Linked DNA regions of Columba livia: region 2 is linked to region 1. The links are chromatin contacts, called in public Hi-C maps. All regions are on one chromosome and are shown on one strand. The core of a region is the stretch at or near the end of the contact, and the rest is flanking DNA. Distances in the headings are between cores, read along the strand shown.

Region 1 (4,717 bases), core at 512-3,011:
GGTCCCAGCGCCCCTTCGCCCCGATGCCGGTACCAGAAACGGGATCGCTTCCCCTCTCCCCGAGGCTGGGGACAGCCGAATTCAGAGGACCTTTCCCCACTCTCCAGCCCCAGCTTGGCCACCTGGTTTTGGGTGGATACCTCTTCGTACCGCCTCTAGCTCGACGCGGTTCTAAAGCACCACGTCTAATTGCCCGGTATTAGTTTTACTACCAGATATCGACTCCTGAAAAGCAGATTTAAATTACGTGTTAGGGAAGTGATACTATAAAGCGGCAGAAAACAGAATCCCTCCTCAAACACGTTTATGGGCTAAAGCTGCAAAGATCACAGGCTTCAGGTTTTTTTGCCTTCGGTTTAAAGCCTGTCCCGGCACGGGAAGTCATTTGATAAACCTTTAAGCTGTATTTCATAATCTTTACTGCTTTATGGAGCTTTCCAAATCTTTAACACGCTGTAACCTTTTCAAGACAGATTGCCAGACAACATTTCGGTGTTAGGTTTACTTAATGTAGTTCTTGCGAGGAAGTGAATTTTCACGGTTCCGTATTACCGCCGGGCACCCCTCCGCACCCCGCCCCCTCCCCCGGCCCCGTGGAGACGTCGTCTGCAAAGATTTATTAAACCTGTTGATTTATAATATCTCCCGCACGAATTTTGATCCATCAGATTACAGCCGACGCGGTCTCTGAGGCTGCCAGTGGTGAGGGGCGCTTCGGGTGCATATTCCTCCGATTAGCGCTTTCATGGAGGGGAGGGAAATTATGATTTATTGCCGTGTTCATCCGTTTAGGAAGCGAAATTAACCCCAGAATGCCTCCATCCCTTTTGAAGTTCACGGTTTATTTTCCTTACTGTACAGAACGTGGATCAAAGGCTTGAAACGCCCTCTTGTGTTTACTTTATTTGCAAGAAAAAAAAGAAGGAAAAAAAAGGAAAAAAGGAAAAAAATCAGAACTGTTTCGGGCAATTCAAGTATCAACTCGCCGCCGCAGCGGAAACGCAACACCCGTCACGAGCTGCGGGAAGACCCCGTTTCCAGCCCTCTGTACCCCCCATCCGTGACGAAGCGGTCCCTGCCTTGCGATGTCAATCAGCCCCTCTTGGGGGCTGTTCCAGCCTCTTATTTCTGTCGTAAACAAGGGCAGGACACACTTTTTTTTTTTTTTTCTGTAAAGACGCATAAAAAACCTCCTGCTAAGCTGGCTGCCTTGCACCCACCTCTGGGGTGGCAAGGCAGCCCGGCGGGGCCTCAGGGGCTGCCAAGGCCACTTTACCACCCACCCCCCCGCAGAGTAGCCGCTGCTATTTCTGCTCGCCAAAACAGCGGGGCGCGTCTGCGCGGGGAGGGCGGAGCGCAGGGCCGCACGGGACCGTGGGGACCCGCCGTAGCGCTTTTGGTTCTGTCTCGCAGTCGCGTCCCGAAGCGCGTAAATCACCGGCTCCGCTCTGTCCCAGCCCGCCCGCTGATTGGTGCTCGCCACAGGTGACGTCAGAGGACGTGGATGACGGACAGCGCCCGGCCGTGACGCGTGGCGGCTGGCCAGCGCCGGGGCTGCGGGGAGCAGAGCCGGCGCGGTGGGCGGCTGGGTCTGGGGCACCGACGGCTGGTCCCCCCGGGAGGGTCAGCTCGGAGCCCTCTCGCCCAAACGCGCCGCGTCTCGTGTGTACAACAAGTGAGCGGCTACCGATTGTTTTTACACCCGCGTCATTTTTCCCGCTGGAGGACCCAAGCTCGGTGCTGCCGCGCACAGAGGAGTTCTCTTCGGCGGGGGGCTGTTAGGCGGCCTCCCCTCCTTGAGTTTCTCCTGCGGGGAGAGGCCGGGGCACGGCGGGGGATCTCCCGCGCCCCCGACTCACATCCCATGCGGAGACGGGGGGTTACGTGCAGTGCCAGCTGCGGCGACAGGGGCCCAGGGCTGTGCCTCTTCCTGCTGTCGGAGGAGCCGGGCACACGGCACTGACACCACACGCGCACACGCGGGGGTATTTCAGCACTGGGTTATTCTGCTTCTGTACGAATTTTGCCCGTGGAACCCGTACATGCCTGCCTGGCAGCTGCAGTTACTTGTCACGCGTGGGAATAGAGAGCTGGCCCTCCGCAGAGCATCACACAAGGCTGGGGAGGCGTTAACGAGTGGCGCCGTTATTACGTGCAGTGACTCCGTGTGACCGGCAGACGCTGCTGTGTCTCCCACGGCGGACCCGCGCTGCCGCCCGCCCCTCCGCGGCGCGCCCGGCATGCAAATTCCATCTGATTGACACCCCTGCAGACAGCCAATGGCACGGCACCCGGCGAGTCATTGGCCGGCGAGCCTTTGACGCCATAGCTGACGCAAGTGAATACGTTGACCAATCGTCGCTGCGTATGCAAAGAGAGGGGGGCACGGAGGGGGGGACTGTAGAGGCGGGGGCGTGCGCCGCCCCGTGGCCGCGCGGGGCGCTGCAGCGGCGCGGAACGGCCGGGTCCGGTGGCGGCGGCCGCGATGCGGGGACGCGGCTCCGCAGCGGGGCTTTGCACCGGGCTTCTGAGGTCGGGGTTGCCCCACGGGCCGCAGCGGCCTGGCGGGCAGCGGGGGGACCCCGCGGGCAGCCGGGTGCGCCACTTGTCTTTTTAATTTTTTTGGGTTCTAGCACTTTTTCCACGTCTGCCCAGGAACGAAAACTTGTAATTAAATAGGCAACGAAGCTCACGGGCACCCGGGGAGCTTCCCTATTCCCCTCCGCTCCGAATTTTATATACAGCGAATTTCCTTTCCTTGGCCAAAGGAAGCGGCGTTTTATTAAAGTTACTTAAACACAGAAAACCAGCGCCGCAGCGGGGTTTCTTTCCTTCCTGGAAGGGACCGGAGCAAAGCGCTTCAGGGGGCTATTTCGGTGACAGCTCGGGAGCGGGCGTCCCCGGCCCGGGCTGAGCACGGTCGAACCGCAACCGCCCGGCGCGGCCGAAGCCACCACTACCGGAGCGGGCTTTGGGGTTGCCCGGGGCCGCCTCGGCCGGCGGCGAGCCCCAAGCCGGAGGCTGCAGTATTGGGAGCACCTCCTGGAGCACCATCACCGCCCGAACAGGCCAAAACCCACCCGTCAGGCGGGCCCGCATCGGGGCCACCCCCATTAACTCCTGTGCGGGACAGAGAGCGAGGTCCGGCCCCGAGCTCCTTCCCCAGCCCTCTGCGGTAAGGGAGCCCGAAGCGGCAGCCCGGTGTGTCTGCGACTTATCGAAGAGCTTCGGATGTGGTCAAATTCCCCATGGATGTGGCCAAGGTCCCCACTCTGGGAGTGCAAAATATACACGCATATACACATACACGGGTACGGGTTTGTATTTCATGCGTGTAATTTTACGTGTAAAAAAACCATAAAGTTATCCCCTAAAGAACGTTCCCGAGCCGACGGGCTCAGTTGAGCTGCGGCTTTTCTTCTCCTTCTTGCCCGCAAGCCCCGGGACTGTCACAGCAAGTACCGTCGCCGCGGCCACGGCTGCTCCCGCCAGCACATCCAGCCGGCGCTCCCCTCGGGTCCTGCCCCTCTTTTCATCCCGCTTTCGCGAGGTTCGCGTTTTTCCCTCCTGGGGAGCTCACAGTCCTTTCGTTCAGCTGTTTAAATTTTGTTTTAGCAGATGAGGCACTCTGAGGCCACTGCATATAGTTTGCAATTTAAACAACTTTTATCTGGAGTAAGAAAGATCACGCTACACCGCTGCGCGGCATGGCAATAATGCACAAGGGTGAAACGACACTGCGTCTATGTGCACCTCTCAGAGTTGGACTGTGACGGATTACAAATGCTCATGTATGTGGAAAAACGCTTGAGTTTAGTGCTCAGCATTTGGAAATAATCTCATGAAAAAAATAAAGATGATGGTTGTATGTAGCAAGGAAAGAATTTTTTTTTTTTTTTTTTTTTTTTTTTTTGGGGAGGGGGTATTCTGCTTTTGTGGCTAGGAAAAAAAGAATAAAATCAATGCTGTTTGTTTGATGGTCCACGACAGTTTGTCCTGCAGTGACTCAACACATGAAAAAAGTTTCTCTTTCTAAGACAAGGGTGAAAAAAACACATTTGCAACCACAAAGCAATTTTACCAATGTCTCCTTTTGTATTGTGTGGCTGGAAAAGAGGCGCTGTGTGTAGAGTTCCCCCCCTTCAAAATCCTAGACATTCCAAGAAGGAGGAAACTATCCTGATTTGTTTTCATTCGAGGTTGTAAAGCAAGACCTGAACAGAATTAGAAATATAACCAACTGAAAGATCTCCCAGCTGTTTAGCTGCTGCTTCTAAACAAGCCTGATCTCTTTTACTCCTTCTCCCCTTCCAGATCTCACTGGTTTGTGGTTTCTCTCTGAGTAAGGAAGGTTCCCTAGAGAATAGCTCGCTGGAATTCACTCCCTCAAGAAATTACTGCATAATTTGGTGAGAAGTGAAAGGGGCCTTGATTCAGGGACGACTCAGGGAAATAGAGATGGCTTCACAGTCGAGGGGAGGTATCTGTTATGGTAACAGGGAGAAACAAATGCCACACTTCAGCTCACAAGCTTCATTACCTAAAGGACTTGGAAAGAATCCCATCTCCCATTCCCAAATAACTGGAAATAATTGACCTTGTGCAAAATTGGTCCCCGCTCCCCTCTTTTGCTGGTGCACCCAGGGATTGCACCAGGAGCCCAGCGGGCCCAGTGGTGATACCCATGTGGTCCCAGATGAACTCCTTAAGGACAATG
Region 2 (4,627 bases), core at 729-3,228, 640 kb before region 1:
CGTGACCGCGTGAAAAATGTCTGTAATTACTTGCTATATTTTATATCTTGCTTTCTGTACACCCTCTCCTGCCGCTTGGATGCCGGCAGTGAACAAATGCGGAATTTTACAGGGAAATAAAAATGCAGGCGCGTTCTTTTAAACGTTATTGTTATTGTTATTCATTTGCTATTATTTTTGGTGAGTAACCAAAAAAATGAAACGCGCTGCAAGTTGAGAACCCAAATTCGAATATAAACATCCAGGACTCCCGCAGCTAAGATTATTTTTTCTGAATGGAGAAAGGAAGTTCTACAATCACATTTCACCACAGCTGACTCTTAATAATAAATACAAATGACGTCGAGTTCCGTCGTTCCAGGAAAGAAATACAATTATTTTTTTCTATTACGGCGTGTCTATACAATGGCCACAAAAAAATAGGAGAGGAGAGCTTTATTTGCATTTTTTAAATTGTTAGAAAATAATCGGCTTCTTGTTTGTGGAGATCTTGCAACTGTTCCGTAATTTTTGAACTCTAATGGGGGATAATAGCTTCATTATGGGCCTTCGTAATCCTGAATGGAGGAGAGAGCGTTGTTAAAATAGGATCTCTGTAAGATTTCGGATTAAACTGTTGGGAAGACATGAAAAGAAAAAGAAAGAGAGAAGGAAAGAGGGGGAGAGAGCGAGAGAGACAGCCCACATAGCGATGTAAAACTAATTAAAACCACACTTTCGCATGAACACTATTTACACATGATTTTAATTATTACTCGGCAGTCCTGGGCTCTATTTTCAATAAAAGATATTTCGAGTAAATTGAGCCTGTCGCGTAGGTTTTTTTTTGTGCCCCCTGCATCCCATTGACCGCGCTCCTTCGCCTGCCACAGGGATAAACAGCTTGAGTGTCCGCCGAAGAAAAATCAGGCAGTCACAAGCGTGTTTGCAAAGCGCTCAGGCACGACTTTAATTCCTAACACTGGACTTGGATCTGGCCGCCTCTCACTCTCCCCCCGCGCACCCTCCCCTCCTTCTGCGGCGCACTGTAACCCTCCGCTCGGTTTCCGACGCCGCTAGCGTGGGTCCTGCAGCCAAAGGAGGTGCCACCAACAAATAACTATATTTGCACATAAATTTGATTCACCAGAATGCCGGACGGCCGACTGCGAGCGCCCCTTTGATAGCCGCCCTGAGAAGCAGGGTGTCTTTCGGCAGCGGGGAGACGGGGCTTTTTCTCCCCTTTTCCCCCGCTGCTTCTCTGCATAGTTAAAGAATTAATCGTAGTGATAAATACCGCCTCGCGGCTCTGCCCGTTCTCCCTCCCGGCCAGGACGGCGGCTCCGCTCCGGCCGCGGCCTCGCCGGCCAGCCCAGGCTCCTCTCCCCGGCCTAGTGAGGGGGTCCCCGGCCGCTGCGGCCCCGTCCAAGGGCAGGGCCGGGCGAGCGGGCGCGGCAGTGCGGCAGGGAGGACGAGAAGGGTGTTTCGGTCACTGCCGCTCTCTGTCCAGCGGGGTGGGGTGGGGAAGTGCAGTTTGGTGCCGGCCAGCCTAAATACCGAGCCAGCGCCTGCCCCGGTTCTTCTCCGGCCGGAGACTCGGCTTCGGAGTTTCGGAAGGTGGATACGTTGAATTTGACTTTCTGCTGCCAGCTCTCTGCGTCGAACGGAACGGTATTGTTTATAGTGAGTTCCCAAACTAAACACAATAGTATAATTTAACCTTTCCAAGCACTCGTAAATTTTTACTGCCGTGAAACACAGCGATGCAAATGAGCGCGCTCGTAGTTACTGACTTAATAACAACCCTGTGGCTCCCGAAACAATAACTCCTTATGAAATATAATAAATATATATTTAAATACAGTATACCGCAACTGCTATTTTGCTTTTTTTTATTGCTTCAATTATTGTATAATTTTATGTGAAGGTCTCCGATCACAAGGGTGTGGGCTTTTTTTTTTTTTTTTTTTTTTTTCCGAGGGGAACACGACCCACTGATGGGATGATTAATTATGATATAAAATAGTCCGCTTAAACGAAAAAAAAAAAAAAGAGGAGAGAGAAAGAGGGAAGGGGGGCTGTAATACGGAATCTGATCTTTTAATCTCAGTTGGCCGCAATTAAAACAAACCCCGCCGTATAACTCCAATATCCCTTTGCATAAAAACATATGGCCTCGCTATAAAAATTATGGCTGGAAAACACTGACCCATTAATAGCCCGCGGACTGATTTATACTTTATTGTTCTGCTCCCCCGCCACGTGACCGGGGCAGCCAATGGGCGCCCGGGCTGCCCTCAACTTATTACTGACTCTACTTCTCCGCCAGCACCAAGTTGTTACGTGAAACCCGCAGCCCCGAACCGCGGCGGGTCCGCCGCCCGCGCCCGCCATGTCGGCTCCCGGGACCCTCAGCAATTACTACGTGGACTCCTTCCTGGTGCCGGAGGGGGACGAGCTGGCTGCGCCCCGCTACGCCCCCGCCCCGCTGGGGCCGCCGCCACCGAGGCCGGCGGCGCTGGCCGAGCACCCCGAGCTGGCCCCCTGCAGCTTCCAGCCCAAGGCGCCCGTCTTCGGCCCCCCCTGGAGCCCCGCGCACCCCGCCGGCGCCAGCGGCGTCCCCGCCGTCTACCACCCCTACGCGCACCACCAGGCGCCCGTGGCACCGCCCGACGGCAGGTACATGCGTTCGTGGCTTGAGCCTGTGCCGGGCTCCTTGTCTTTCCCCGGGTTACCTACCAGCAGGCATTACGGCATTAAACCTGAACCGCTGGCGGCCAGGAGGGCTGACTGTACCACGTTTGACACTCACACTTTGTCTCTCTCTGATTATGCTTGTGGTTCTCCTCCAGTTGATAGGGATAAGCAAAGCCACGAAGGTGCATTCTCTGAAAGCAATGGAGAAAGTGAGGCAAACGGAGAGAAACCGCAGATCGATCCAAGTAAGTGGGACTGCGAGGGTAATGGACTTCAGGGCGCTGCGCCGGCCGCGGGGAGGTGTCGAGGCGCTGGGGCTAATTACGCGGCCGAATACCGGCTGCTGCCGCCGCTGCAGCTCGCCCTGGGTCTGCGATCTCCAAAAGCCAGCGCTGCCCTTCGCAGCTCGGACGGGATTTAGGATGGCTCGGGATTTCCAGACTGGAAGGAAAACAAAATCCTACCTTACAACTGCAACGTAAAAAAAAAAAAGAAAGGCAAAATCCGCCCATTCCCGCACTAGCCACCCCAGCAGACTCTGCAGGATGTGCTCGCATCCTTCCGCCTCGCCGCGCTTCCAGGCGTGGGCAAACGCCGAGGAGAGGGTGCCTAGAAAGCATTGGATGTGAATCTGGTCCTTATTTTGTGTGACGGCTCGCAGGCCGGGGCGGCTATTGCAGGGCTGAGGGCAGAAACCTCGCCGTTGACTTGGTGTCTCCCTCCCACCCCCTTCGTGGAAAACCCGGGGCTGGATGCTCCCAGGGCTGCGAAACTGGTGGCAGAGCGCCTCGGGATTGCTACCGCGATTAACGCCGTGAGAATTAGGGTCCTAAACCGGCGAGGTTTTAATTATGCCAGCTGTAGATTGACTTGCCAGCTCCCTGGGTCTTGCCAGTGATGACACGGGAGAAGGTCGAAATTAAAAAGTGAAACAATTTCGATGACATGCTGGTCTGGCTGGTCACTCCCCGGGCTGGCAGTTTGAGGGGGGTGTGTGCGTGGGGAGGCCAAGAAGGAGGGAGGGAGCTAGCATAGAGAGAGGAGGAGAGAGTATTATAAAATTGCATCCCACTAACAATAAAAAAGCCGATGGGAGGCGGGGGTGGCGGGGCTTTGCAGCGTGTGTTTGCGTGTGACCTCTCCATGCGTCTGTGTTTTGGAGTCCGTTGTGCCTCACCGTCCTCTGTGCCTTGGAAAATGAGAGCCACGTCCTAAACCCCCAAATCGGAACACCTAAGCGGGTCTCTCCTGTAGCCCCCTCCCTCTCCCCCCGAGTCTGAACTTCTCCTGTTGTTTTCGTTGTAGATAATCCAGCTGCAAACTGGCTCCACGCAAGGTCTACCAGGAAAAAGCGATGCCCTTACACCAAGCATCAGACCCTTGAACTGGAGAAGGAGTTTCTTTTCAATATGTATCTTACTAGGGACCGCAGATACGAGGTGGCCAGACTTCTCAATTTAACTGAGAGACAAGTGAAAATCTGGTTTCAGAACAGGAGGATGAAAATGAAGAAAATCAACAAAGATCGAGCGAAAGATGAATGATGGCGACACGTGGGTTAAATTGCAAATGCTTAAAGTGAAAAAAAAAAAAAAAAGGAAAAAAAGAGAAAAAGTTAAAAACAAAACAAAAAAAATCCTCCCCTTGAGCCCTGCCATGCAATGCGTCTGGGTCCAGGCCTCACTTTTCTCCCCATGGCAAATTCTGATTATGATTGTACTTTGATTGCCACAGAGGCCAGTTTGCCAGGAGAGGTACAAGTAAGACTTTCAATTTTCTAATAGGAAAGAAAAAGGGGGCATTAGCACGAAAAGGCTATTTAGCTGGCTTGTATAAATCTACCTGTTTCTTCACTTATGGAAAGAAAATAAAAAAAAAAAAAAGAAAATTTAAAAAACTACCTTTTCATAATGCACAACTATTTACGGACTGTATAGTTTAGCCTACATAG

The links. A called contact is a pair of places that touch in the nucleus more often than the background predicts.
Region 2: a contact with region 1 is called in a Hi-C map of crop, with 5 times the contacts expected there. The contact joins the promoter of HOXA9 here to the enhancer-like site in region 1. A contact is called at or near these places in 2 of 2 Hi-C or Micro-C datasets (crop and liver).

Annotation. Positions count from the first base shown.
Region 1 is chr2:35,696,840-35,701,556 of bColLiv1.pat.W.v2, reverse strand. No RefSeq gene overlaps it. Among named protein-coding and RNA genes, the nearest start is that of NFE2L3, 110 kb to the left of the region's middle. Within about 2 kb of position 1,761, at least 3 of the 3 cell types and tissues checked have an H3K27ac peak away from gene starts, as active enhancers do.
Region 2 is chr2:36,340,194-36,344,820 of bColLiv1.pat.W.v2, reverse strand. HOXA9 (homeobox A9) reads left to right here and starts at 1,978. Exons shown (of 2, transcript XM_005513503.3): 1 at 1,978-2,921; 2 at 3,982-4,627. The coding sequence starts at 2,372. The coding sequence ends at 4,220.